2 separate regions of the Zea mays genome follow, and region 2 is linked to region 1. The links are chromatin contacts, called in public Hi-C maps. All regions are on one chromosome and are shown on one strand. The core of a region is the stretch at or near the end of the contact, and the rest is flanking DNA. Distances in the headings are between cores, read along the strand shown.

Evidence for each region. Hi-C and Micro-C count contacts between places; a contact is called where the count stands out from the background.
Region 2: a Hi-C map of ear shows a contact between it and region 1, with 3 times the contacts expected there. The contact joins the promoter of LOC103650839 here to the promoter of LOC100279329 in region 1. A contact is called at or near these places in 2 of 25 Hi-C or Micro-C datasets (ear and tassel).

Annotation. Positions count from the first base shown.
Region 1 is chr3:161,168,473-161,175,043 of Zm-B73-REFERENCE-NAM-5.0, reverse strand. LOC100279329 reads left to right here and starts at 4,068. Exons shown (of 14, transcript NR_176412.1): 1 at 4,068-4,429; 2 at 4,952-5,120; 3 at 5,216-5,348; 4 at 5,435-5,605; 5 at 5,798-5,880; 6 at 5,980-6,093; 7 at 6,181-6,247; 8 at 6,352-6,457; 9 at 6,548-6,571. It overlaps LOC100272251, which reads left to right. Exons shown (of 5, transcript NM_001146746.1): 5 at 2,438-3,055. The coding sequence ends at 2,527.
Region 2 is chr3:161,792,448-161,799,018 of Zm-B73-REFERENCE-NAM-5.0, reverse strand. LOC103650839 (40S ribosomal protein S7) reads left to right here and starts at 3,005. Exons shown (of 6, transcript XM_008676424.4): 1 at 3,005-3,069; 2 at 3,196-3,435; 3 at 3,569-3,642; 4 at 3,746-3,869; 5 at 4,430-4,612; 6 at 4,816-5,125. The coding sequence starts at 3,361. The coding sequence ends at 4,938. It also overlaps the pseudogene LOC115101001.

The sequences.
Region 1 (6,571 bases), core at 2,819-5,318:
TTTTACTACGTCATGTATCGTTGCGGCTGATGATTTAGATAGAGATCTCGCTCCAAAAACTTTTTGATACATTTTGTATTCCTATCCTGCGGACCAATTATTGCTACAATACTTTGGTGCATGGTTTTCTGATGTTTTCTACCTTCCCAATTTCCACGCAGACAAGAGAATTATCATCTGACAAAGTAAAAATATTCAAAACATTGCGTGTTGGTCAGCATTGAACAATGATATTAGCTGCTAGGTGTCAACCAGTCAACCAGAGAGTATATGGTGTCATATTTTCAAAGACGTCGTTAATAATATGAGACAACAGAAGTGGCATCGTCCTAGTACTGCTCTAGTATTATGTGAAAGAAGGATATCCAGTGAGGTGAGCAACGTCCCGACCCCAGCCCCCGCATCGTCCTCCGCTCGAGCGACACAGGTTGCCCCTAAACTCTAAACCCTAGCGCTGCCACCCCCTCCGCCTCCCTCCACCCCCTCGCAGTCGCTGGAGGAGTCCGCCGTAGGCCAGCACGGGCCCCAAGGATGGCGGCACGAAAAGTTCTTCTTTCGATTGGTCTCCCTATGCTTTAGATTTGAAAGGGTTTGCTGTGCAGCTTAGTCGCGACGCGGCGGCAGGTAGGCGGGCGTGTGCCGTGGTGGCGTCTAGGTGGACAAGGTCCCACACGCGGGCGTGGCGTTGTGTGTGCGGGAAGCGTGGCTCGGCCACGTCTTGGCGCTCCGCAAGCTCAGCCACGGCCTCCAGGACGGCTTCAGCGTTGGCTTCCTGCTCCACGTCGCCGTGGGCGAGCTCGTCTCCTCGCATTGCCAAAACAGGGAAGATGCTGTCGACCAATGACGTGCGAAGCTTGGAGGCCGAGAGGGGTTAGGGCGGCGGTGGCTGCGGTCTGGTCCTACGGCGGTGCTCCGAGGTTGGGTGGCTCGACGGCAGCCGAGAACGTGTCAGCTCGGGGCGACGGTGGGCTAGCAAAGTGGCCCCAGCGGCGCCGGCTGTGGTGCGCGCGCCAGCACCTCAGACCCGCCACGTCACGGCTGTTGCTATAAGGTTTGGCTAGCCGAGGGGTGCTGCACCAGGCGACTGCTGGCAACGAGTTGCGAGACACGCCCGACGACTGCTGGCTTAGGTGGCCGCATTTTCCAGGGTCGACGACAACTGCTAGCAACGACTCCGGCGCGTGGTAGTGTCGCACGTGGCATGGTGGTGCCCGGTTCCATCTGCCCAACTCGAGGGGTGGCAGCTGCCGCGGCAATCGGTGCGTCGATGCCCATCTGGAAGGTTTGTGCGGGTGTCGGGGCAACGACGACGACGGAGGTAGCTTGCTTTGACCTTGACTTGACGTTGTGTTGGGGGACTTCGTCAAGGCTTTCGACGCCGATGACGCTCGTGAGCGTCGCTTACCCACTTGAGAGCGTCGCATTCCTCAGCACTGTCTTCTATGGGTGAAAGCCTGTCATCTTGGACATGCGACGATGACGTCTGCAACGTCACTCCCTTCCTGAAGAGGTCGCTATTGAAGTTTTGTCCCGACCACGACATCGCTTTTCTGTAGATGCTTTCGCTTCTTAGCGTTTGGTATGCGGGTGGAGGTACGGTGTTGGAGCGTAAAGTCGAAGCTGCTACGTCAGGGGATGTGGCTCGTCAATGATGACGTGAGACGCCCCCTTCTTCGTGGAAGGATTGCTTCTGAGGTTAGGCATATGTTGGGAACGAGGCGGAAGATCAAGATTGAAAGTCCCGTTCGTGAAGAATCGGAGCTGCCTCACGTGTGGTGTCTCGAGGCTTGACAATGACGACGCTCCGCGGTCTTCCTCCATTTGTGTTAGTGTTTGGCTATAGACGTCGTCCAGTTTTCTTTGGTCCATTATGTTGAGCTCGACAACGATGACTCTGGATGAGTTTTATGTGTGAGGCTGCCATTGCTTGGGTAGTTTGTACACCTTGCGTAGGTTTTGGGTCCGATTTTACTTAAAACTGTGTCAATTCCATTCTTAATTAAGGGACAGCTAAAAAATATTATGTGAAAATCTAACATCAATGGCCGGAAGCCCTGTCAGAGCTCAACTCAGTTATGTAGCTCTACTCTTAAGTAGGACAAGATAACAAACGCCAAAAGTCATTCTTGTTATATTCTAATTGAGCTTTTTTGGTATGATTTCGACGGCAAGTGGATCGTGCTGCCTTACTATTCTAGAGTCAACCATTTGTAAGCTGGACACAGTAAACGTGCATACGAACCATGTCTCACAAAATGTTCTGTTTGTATATCCTGAAGCTTGAAAGGAACACCGTTCATCAGAATGGAACTCGTCAGTCATCTCAGAAAAAAAAAGAGATTATTGCTCACTATGAATCATTTTTTACGAAATTGGTAAATGCAGCTATGTATTCCTCGCATGTTAGTCTGAAGTTCTCTATTATGATGAAATGCAGATGTTGGCAAAAGAAAACAATGGTGGTGCCGGTGCAAGTACAAGCAGCCAGATGTTGCTTTACTCGGCAGAGCGTGCAACCGACAAATGAAACGGGGCGTGCATCTGTTGCTAACGGGGCGGTGCCGGTGCCGCATACTATTGTTGTGTAGCTGAGGTTTGTCAAGGTGGCTGCTGGCAAGGTTAGCCGAGGAAGTGGAGTTCAATAACAGGATGCGGAAACTGTGCCGCTCCTTGCCGAACTTAAGCCCCGTTACGTTGTCGCACAAAGTTTATTTCCTAGCACTGTGCTTGCTGCTTATGTTTGTTTGGATGTGCCAACCTGCAGTGACCCTCGTGGAGCCTGGGTCTCACGCTCCTCTTACCTAGTGTGATGTGCAGAAAAAGTGTGATGCTGTAAAATTATGTGATTGCCTAGCAGATGTCAAATTTTCAATCAGTAGCTAACTCCTTTTAATGGTACAGGCTTGCATGATTTCATCTGCAAAAAAGAGAGGGCGGGTTGGGTGTCAAATCTAGCCGGATGTTTTCGCAAGTTTGTGATAAAAATTGTGCTGTACACTTGTGTTTATGCAGTTGCCCTAGGCGTCAGTGGGCTGAAAGGTAATATCTGTGAATTATATACTGTGTGCTGAAAGCAGTTGTCATAATAATGATACGAAAACAAAATCTTATGTCGTTAACCTATATAATTTTTTTTAAAAAAAATTGCCGATCAAATCGAAATATTTGATATAATAAAACATAATACTACTAGATGGAGGAAAGTTAGACTGACCGAGTATGGAGGAAGTATCTAAGGGGGTGTTTGGTTTCTAGGGACTAATGTTTAGTCCCTTCATTTTGTTCCATTTTAGTATATAAATTGACAAATATAGAAACTACAATAGAGTTTTAGTTTCTATATTTGATAATTTTGTAACTAAAGTGGAATAAAATGTAGGGACTAAAAATTAGTCCCTACAAACCAAACACCCTTTAAGAATGCGTGGCGGAAGTAACAGAAGAATGAAGGAGCGACGACCTAGCCATCCATCCGCCGCCGGCGACGGCGTACCTGGTCGAACTGGCGTGGTCGAGACGGAGAGAGGACCCCAAGCCGCCCGCTCTCGTAGCATTTGCATTGCACGCGAGCTGAGGCATTGTCTCCCGGCGGCCGGCGCCAGGTGTTCGGCCTTCTGGTGCACGGCCACCAGCGCTCGCCGCCCGGCAGCGGTATATATACTGCCCGGCGGCGTCCCCGGCCCCTCACCTCAGGGAAGCGGCGCGGCGCGGTGGTCAGTCCCGTGTCCCGTCCCGCGGGCGACACATCACCACCGCCATGCGTCTAAACAGTCGTGTCGACGCGGGATTGCGCGGGTCGGCCGCCCGACGGGTGGCGTGGGCCGCGTCGACACGGTTGGATTTCGATCGGAGGCCCGGAGCTGCTCTCTCTGCAGTCTGCTATGGTCCCCACATCCGCATCGCACGCCTCGCGGCATTATCCAGCCCCAGCCGTCAGCCACTCAGCCGCCTCTCGTCGACACGAATGCGCAAAGCAAACACCACGCGGGCCAGGCCAGGCGCGCACGCACGGGACGGGGGCATCCGAACACCACCACCCAGCACCCACCAGCTCGGCGAAAAAAAAGAAGGAAAATTTTAGATACCCTGCCGCACGCCGCGACCTTCGGCCCCGTCTCCGGTCTCCGCCTTCCCCCACCTATTGGGGAGCGCTCCTGATTCGCGGGAGCCAGCGGGCGAGACAAAGAGAATCCCCCGCTCCTGCGCCGCCGCGGATCAGCGCCGTCGCCGATCGGAGGCTCTCGCTTCCCCCGGCGGGCGGCGCGCGCCGGGAGATGGACGGCGGCGCGGGCGCGGGCGCCGGCCGGAGGAACGTCTCATCGTCCTCCGGATCCAGGAGGAGGGTCCTGCCCGCCGAGAACGGGCACGGCCATGACGCCCCGCCGCCCTCCAGGCGGTCCTCCGTCTCCCTCTCCCGCGGCCACTCCACGTACGTGATCCGCCGCACCCGCCTTGCTCTGCCCTTGTTATGCGTAGCGTAGACCGTGCTCCGTACCTACCGTCTCTGTGGCATGGACGCATGGTGTCTTCGGATCAAGGCTTCAAGCGTCGCGTCGCGTGTCAACCTGGAGTAGCTTCCGTGTGCCTCGCTTTGTTTGTAGCTGGGAGCTTCCATAGCCTAGATTTGACACCTCCCCCGGTTTGTGGAATCGATGGATGTTACGCACTTTTTAGTCTAACAATACCAAGTACGGGCCGTTTTTCAGTTACAACAGACAAGTGCTGAATCCCATTCAACTCTTACAACCATGCCGTACCACATACGCATGACTCCGGCTGTGGAATTTCGCGTGTAACGTAAACCACACACGTTTCACTAACACAAGCAAGATTGCAACACGACATTGATTGCTGTCAAGCCATGATTATATTGCCATGCCTGCTCTATCAAATGGACAAGACCAAAATCTTCACAGCTGAAAAAAAACGTACCTCGTGTGATTCTTTCCAGGTCACTGACCGGCGAGAGGACCGTGAAAAGGCTGAGGCTGTCCAAGGCGCTGACGATACCGGATCACACAACCGTGCACGAGGCTTGTCGGAGGATGGCGTCACGCAGGGTTGACGCCGTGCTGCTGACTGACTCCAACGCTTTGCTCTGTGGGATCCTCACCGACAAGGTGAGGGGATGTTCCTTCGCTTTTTTTTTCGTGTCAGTGCCGCCTTAGATGTTCCCATTTCTCACTGTATGCTGTATTTTGGGAACGCTGGTCAGGACATAACCACAAGGGTGATTGCTCGTGAGTTGAAGATGGAAGAGACACCGGTCTCCAAGGTCATGACCCGAAACCCTGTATTTGTTCTCGCGGACACGCTTGCAGTCGAGGCGTTGCAAAAGATGGTGCAAGGTCTGTGAATGCTCCCACGGTTTCTGTGCGCCTCACCTATATTCATCTTTTAATGTTCCCTGATGAAACGTATCCTTCGGTTCCAGGTAAGTTCAGGCATCTGCCTGTCGTGGAGAATGGCGAGGTCATTGCAATTCTGGACATAGCCAAGTGCCTATATGATGCTATTGCACGGATGGAAAGGGCGGCGGAGAAAGGAAAAGCAATTGCCGCTGCCGTCGAGGGCGTTGAAAAGCATTGGGGAGCAGCTGTGCCTGGTCTGTACTTGACATATTCCCTACCTCTTCTCATCTTTATTCTACATTTGGAAATGAAATTATGCATCCAACTTCATTCTACTACCCTTCACCTTTATGTTTCACATGTATATTATAAACTTTATGTATGAAAGTTTGCTCTCATGGCTTTTCTAGTGTGCTCCTTTAATCTTCTCTCTGTTTATTTTGCAGGTCCTAACAATTTTATTGAGACGCTTCGAGAACGGATGTTTAGGCCATCGCTGTCTACTATTATCTCTGAGAATCCAAAGTAGGTAATATCCGTTCTTTTTTCAGATTAAGTGCCTTCTTGAGCATTCATGCAACATAAATGCCAGTTCAGAACAACTTATGTCCTGATCTCAATTCTTTAGAGTTGTCACTGTTGCACCATCAGACATGGTGTTGACAGCATCAAAGAAGATGCTGGAATTAAAAGTGAGTTCAGCAGTTGTAGCAATTGAAAACAAACCTGGAGGAATTCTGACGTGAGTACCTTTTCTTAGTCTAATCACAGGAACAACTATTTCTAGACCTGACTCGAACTACAAGCCTTGCTTTGATTTATATGACAGATCTAGAGATATATTGATGCGTGTTATCGCCCAAAATCTTCCTCCTGAGTCCACCACGGTCGAGAAGGCAAGTCTCTTTACAATTACCTTTGTATCGCTATGCAATCACATTTAATTATCTGTACCTACTCATCAACTAACTGCCATCATGTTTGAAATTCCTTTCCACAGGTCATGACTCAGAGTCCTGAATGTGCCACAGTGGACACCCCAATTCTTGATGCTCTTCACACAATGCATGATGGGAAATTTTTACATTTGCCTGTCCTGGACAGGGGTATGTCTATGAACCATGAGCTAACTGAACCCTGTCGTTGTCTTTTGTAATAAGACTGTTTAATGGGTATGACATATTGTCTTCATCCAGATGGAAATGTTGTGACTGTTGTTG
Region 2 (6,571 bases), core at 1,756-4,255, 630 kb before region 1:
AAGTTTTGTTAAGATTGTTTAGGCTACTAAGTTTGGTGTGGAAGAATTGATATAAAATGTTAGATCATTAAAAAACAGTTCATGTTACATTTTTCATGAAGCTCTATTTACTCTCAATGCTTAAATAAAATTTAACTGTGTAAATGTTTTTCTTTTTTTATAGTACTCCGTTTATTTTTCCCTTAGGTCTTAGTAAAATCTAATAGTCTATATATATATATATATATAACTTTATAATTTATAGACCCTCGCAACCAACAGTAAAGACTTATTTTGATTCTATTCTTTTAATAAAATAGAAAATAGATAGGTAGATAAATAAAAACCTGTTCTGTCTCCTCTATATTTTTAGCAAGTTTTCTCTGTGCTGTCGCTCACTGGCCACTCCGTTTAATCCTAAGGCCCAGTACAAACGTGGGCCAAGGCCCATATAACTTCTGGGCCTTACGTTACAGTTACAGCTATGCAGTGCGTGCTCACTTGCACTTACATTTAGGAGCAATCATCAGCCAACAGTGGTTCACTTGTGTCACTGTCAGAACAAGAACAACCGAGATAAAGAAAAATATATGAAACGCCATCGCGAGTTCGTCAGACGAGATGGCCATCGCTTTCCTGCTGTTTAAACGTCACTTCCTCTCTCCTGCTGCTATAAAATATTATGCTGTGGATCCTATTAAATTTCAGGCTCGTATCTATCTATCTATCTATCTATCTATCTTGGCATACGTAGCAGATAAGGCTGACTCCAACAAGGTCCTCTAAAGGATCCTCTACCCTAAATATAGAGGACCAAACAGTAATCTATGCTCTCCAGCAGCTATAGATGTCCAAACGGGCTACCCAGCACGGATCTGGCCCGAACCCGTTTCGGCCCGGTACGAATAGGGCCGGGCCAGGCACGACCCGTTGATGCTTCGAGCCGGGTCGGGCTGGCCCACGTGCCTAGGGACATACCCAAACCCGGCACGCACAGGGAAAAATCGTGCCGGGCCGGCCCGTTGGCCCGGTGGACCTCAACGTACCGGGCCGGCCACTGGCTCGAACCAACAATAGAGCGGTATATAAATACATACATTTAACAGAATTAATCATATATATTAACATATTATTTACATATATTAAGACAACAAAATATTTATGTATGCATTTTATATTTATGTATGCATTTTATATATGTTTGGCCGCGTATTTAGTATTTATATATTATAAGAGAATTAAATGTATTTACATATTTAGTATTTACATAAATATGCGGGCCGACGTCGGGCCAACCCATTTATCGGGCCGGGCCGGGCCAAAGCACGCGGGCCACCGTATTTGCCCATACCCGGCCCACTAAACGGGCCGTGCCGGCCCGGGCACGTAACCGACCGTGCCGGGCCGTGTTTGGACCGGGCTAAATTCGTGTCGTGCCACGGGCTAAACGGGCGGCCCGCACTGTTTGGACATCTATACCAGCAGCGTCCTCTAAACGGTCCTCTAAATTTAGAGGACGCTGCTAAATTCTCTCTATATAGAGTTTCTCTAAATGGTCCTCTATCCATTTGAATACTTTAAATAACTGGTTTAACAAAACTAAAATATGTACACTATACTTGAGAGTATAACAAATACGTATGTAAAAAAATAAAATAAGAAATGTCTCTAATATATGTATTTGAGTATAGATGACGTGATTTAGAGGACGTTGTTGGAGAAGAAAGAGATATAGAGGATGAAAACTTTTAGAGAAGACTATAAAAGACGGATATAGAGGATAGATATAGAGGACGTTGCTGGAGACAGCCTAAGAATTGATTTCTTTTTCTATTACGGGTGATTGTTGGCCGTAGCGGACCTAGATTTTTTTTATATAATGTGCCATAATAGTTTTTTCGCGTAAAGAAGTTGAAACCTCAAGTCCTCAATGATATAAAAGGATTAGTGTTCTATGAAGCATGAGCAAGAGAAGAGACGCTAGCATATTTATATCCACATATTACCGTGAAAAATGATTTTGCAGTTCTCACGTTCAATTGTAACTACCAACTAAGCATGTGTGCTACAGACCCGCAGATAAATTTCAAATTTAGCTAAGGGTCTGTTCGATTCTTGGGGATTGGCCACCCGGAATTATTACTAGCCAGATTGCTTGTCTAATTTATATAAGGTTTGGTTAGCTGAACGATTCTGGGATGAATTCCGGCGCAAACGAACAGGCCCTAATGCATTTTGATCTGATCTTCGGAATTTCACCACATTATTCAATAGTAATAAGCTTTATACCACTCCTGCTATAATTGCACCTGTTGGCTCAACACACATTTAACCACGCAGAGACCACAATGACGCAGTAGCTTAGGAACCGTGAGTTGAGGAGTGCTCAACTGGAAGGCCAGTGTCGCGGGCGACGGCCCACTGGCCAGCGGGCAAGTGGGGCCATGGGGAGGCTGCCAGGCAGGGCCACCGGCCACACGGGAAACCGGGGTGACCTATTGCCTGACCGCTGGCTGTGGCCAACGCTAGGGCATGCAGCGGCGGCGAGCGCTAGGGCGGCGTCGGCGAGCACAGTGGCAGACCCAGGACAATTTTTTTACATGTAATCTCTATCTCTTCTCTACTACTAATTAAGTATCTATTGTAGGCATTCACAGCCAACCGTGGTGCACGTTCTGCCACATCCAGAGCGTCCAACCCGCATCCAACGCCCCTGCCGCATCCCACGTCTCTCCCGCACTCGTCCCTGCGCATCCGCTTCCCTGCCGCAGCCCCCGCGATCCCTTCCCACGCATGGCGTTCCTGCCGCAGCCCCGCTGCCCGCTCGAGGAACGATCACACGCAGACACGCTGAACGCTTCCGCGGTGTCACCACCTTCCGCCCTCCGCTGCCCGCTCGCCTCCGAGCCCGAAAGGCAAAACCTCCTCGCTCCTGCCCCCCTCCTCGCGGCGTCGGTCAAACCCTAGCACACCGTACGCGCAGGCCTGCCCGCCCGCTCCCATTCCCCACCCCCACCCATGGCGGCGCTCTCCGCGCCCCTCCGCGCCATCGCCGCCGGATCCCGCGTCGCCGCGTCCGACCCCGTCAAGGTACACACCCTCGTGCTTGGTTGATTGCAACGCCCTCATCCTCATCCCTGACGAAATGACCTATGATTCCTAGCACACTGCAGTGCCCCCACTGATGCGATTTGGCTGTCATGCTTGTACTTGTAGGTCTCGTGTGTGAGGAGCACTGGCTCAGCTCACTTCGGCTGCGCCTCCATCGATCTGCCCTCGCGTTCTATGGTTATCATCTCCCCTTGCGCTGGTTGCTGATCCGTGCTCTACTTATCGAATCTCCTCCTTGGCCGCAGGGTCCGGTGGCGAAGGGAAGGCAAGATGTACACCGCGAGGAAGAAGATCCAGAAGGAGAAGGGCCTTGAGCCCTCCGAGTTCGAGGACTCCGTTGCCCAGGTGAGCATAGCGCCAACCCACCTCCTCTCTCCTCCTTTTACTGCGTTTATTTTCCTTGAACTGCTGCTCTGTTTGTTTGTGGTTGCCAATGTGTCGGGGTTGTGATGTGCTTTTTGACTTGTTGTACCTGTAGGCTTTCTTTGATTTGGAGAATGGGAACCAGGAGCTCAAGAGCGACCTCAAGGACCTGTACATCAACAATGCTATGTATGCATAACGTTTCTTTCTATCTTCTATCGCCTGTTGAGATGTAGTAGCATGTGGTGCATGGTTGTGACATTTGGTGAGGATGTTTGTTGTGACTTTGCAGCCAGATGGATGTTACCGGGAGCAGGAAGGCTGTTGTCATCCACGTCCCATACCGCCTGCGCAAGGCCTTTAGGAAGATCCATGTCAGACTCGTCAGGGAGCTGGAGAAGAAATTCAGCGGCAAGGTGATTTTCTCTTTTTTGTTTTTTCTACTGTTGTTCGTGGTTTAGGTTTATATGCTGATTGTAGCTACTACATAAACCTGAACGGGGTAATGCATTTAGTGGGCATGAGATTACATAGATTTATGCAACTTATGTTGATTATCATGATTAGGAGATGTAGCATCAAAGTTTCCATTCTATTGTAATTCTATTACACTAGCGTAAAATTGGTTGTCATGAACATGTCACGATTGATTGTCAATATCCATTTGATTCATCACTTTTTTGGATTTTCAGAAACTTCTGACCCCACATTACCAATTGTAGTTTTCATACATGTTATTGTTAGGCATGCCTACTTGTACTACATATGCTGCTTCTTTTTGTTTTGTTAGTGCTTAGTGTCTGTGTGATATAGATATGTCTTTTGTCATAATATGCATCTTGTTATGAGTCTGGTTCTTATGGTGATTTTTGTACCCAGCATATGTTTAGAATTTTTTGGCTGAACAGTCTTGTTTGGTATATAATATTAGAGTCAAGTTTGCAAGAATGCTTATCATGCGTTTTACCTGGCACAGGATGTGGTAATTGTTGCTACAAGGAGGATCGTGAGGCCACCCAAGAAGGGTTCAGCTGTTGTGCGCCCTCGCACCAGGACTCTCACTGCTGTTCACGATGGCATCTTGGAGGATGTTGTCTACCCAGCCGAGATTGTGGGGAAGCGTGTCAGATACCGTCTGGATGGTTCCAAGATTATCAAGGTAGATGCTTCCATCCTCCCTTCATGTCCTACTGAGGAACTGAAGGATGCCACTGGCATCTCTACTGAACTGTATTCACTTGTATAAAAACATCTAAAATTTTGCCTTGACTTTTGTTACCTAGAATTGCTTGGATACATTTATGGTTTCATGGCTAACATCATGCAGCAAGTTACTTAACCTTTTCTTGTAATGTCATTCAGATTTTCTTGGACCCAAAGGAGAGGAACAACACCGAATACAAGCTGGAGACCTGCACTGCAGTCTACCGCAGGCTGTGTGGGAAAGATGTGGTCTTTGAGTACCCTATGACCGAAAATGCATAAATATGATGCCCTTTGGATATCTCCTCTATTTCGTTGATTCTGGATGTTATGTTGGGTCTCCTTATGTACTTCAAAAACCATAGTTTTGATGCTAAAGTTGTTGCCTAGGAATTTGGTACTGGGAAGTGGCAGTGGACGTGAACAATGTTAAGTTTTGAGCATTTAAATTAAACCTTCGCCCTGATAACTTGTTGCGAGTTATTTAATTTCTTGCTGTGTTCGATGCCTGTCAGTCTGTTAGACTGATTATTTTATTTGGCATAGCTTGAAGGAGTGCAATCAACAGTCAACTACAGTTGTCGCAGTTGTAACCTGGATTTTTCTTGTTCATTTAATGTCAAATATTACTTACGTTTGAATTTTAGTTGAAGAAATTTCCCCTATCAGGAAACTTAGTTGTGTTGCAATGTCATTATTTATTACAATTTGCAACTTTATAATCAGCAAATTAGTTATACCTCTTAAATAGCTATTAGTTAGCTGCTCTGATCCATATAAAATCAATTACAACCTCATTGGCATTGCTTTAATACAATCTATATTAATTCCACTTGTTCTGATTTTGTTTTGTTCAGTTAACTCCAATAATTCTTGTGTATTTTAATGTTTCATAGGTTTTTGGCATGTCATCCCTCCTCATATTTTCACCTCAAGAACTTGACTATCTAATATGTGGCCAACAAGAAATTTGGGAGGTAATGTTATGCACTCTTTATCTACGTTATTATATGTAAAATTGTGGCACTAAATAAACCTTGGAATCTGTAGTCTAGAATACCTGGTGCAGTTACATGGATGTTAGGATATAAGATTGCTATAGTTTTATCCAAGGTGATTTTGTACTTAGATTTTATAGCGAATCCAAGTTACATGTAGAAGATAATACAAGGGAACCCTAAACACCTTTCTTAGTTAATAGGAGTGGATGATCACAATGTCCTACTCTAGCACGGTGACGGGGGCATCACAATGTCCTACTCTAGCGCGCAGCTCGCAGAGGGCATGTGGCCACAGTTCACTAGCCGTTGAAGAACGTGAGTTCACGGTTGCCTTGACCGGTCGGGGCATGTGGCTCATGGAGGCGCAGGCTACGTGGATCGTCAGGGAGCAGGCCGCTCTTTATGAGGGAAAAGTTTGGTAGGAAGGCTTCCGTAGTTTATCAACTAAGGGAAAATAATTATCCGTATTTGATATGTGATTCTTTGACTTTTTGATTTGATGTCAATCTAATTATAACTGTTGTGATAACTATTGACATATTTTTCTTTTTCCAATTGCAGCACTACTAATATTTTATGGCATGCAACATTAGCTGTCAATAACTGGTTCACTTGTCTTTGTTCCTTTGATACTCGTACCTGCAATGGGTGGTTCTGATGTATGAAGCTTTCCTTCTTTTCTTAATTGCACTTATTTACACTGAAAACCACCTTCAAATGATGAATTCATTTAATGTGGCAGGAGGATACCGCAACAGTCATCTCCACCATGTTATTAGTCTCTGGTCTTACTACAATACTACATACTTTTTTGGGTTCTCGACTTCCACTGATTCAAGGAAGCTCCTTTGTATATTTGGCTCCAGCGTTGGTAATTGCAAACTCCGAGGAGTTCAGAAATCTTACTGACAATG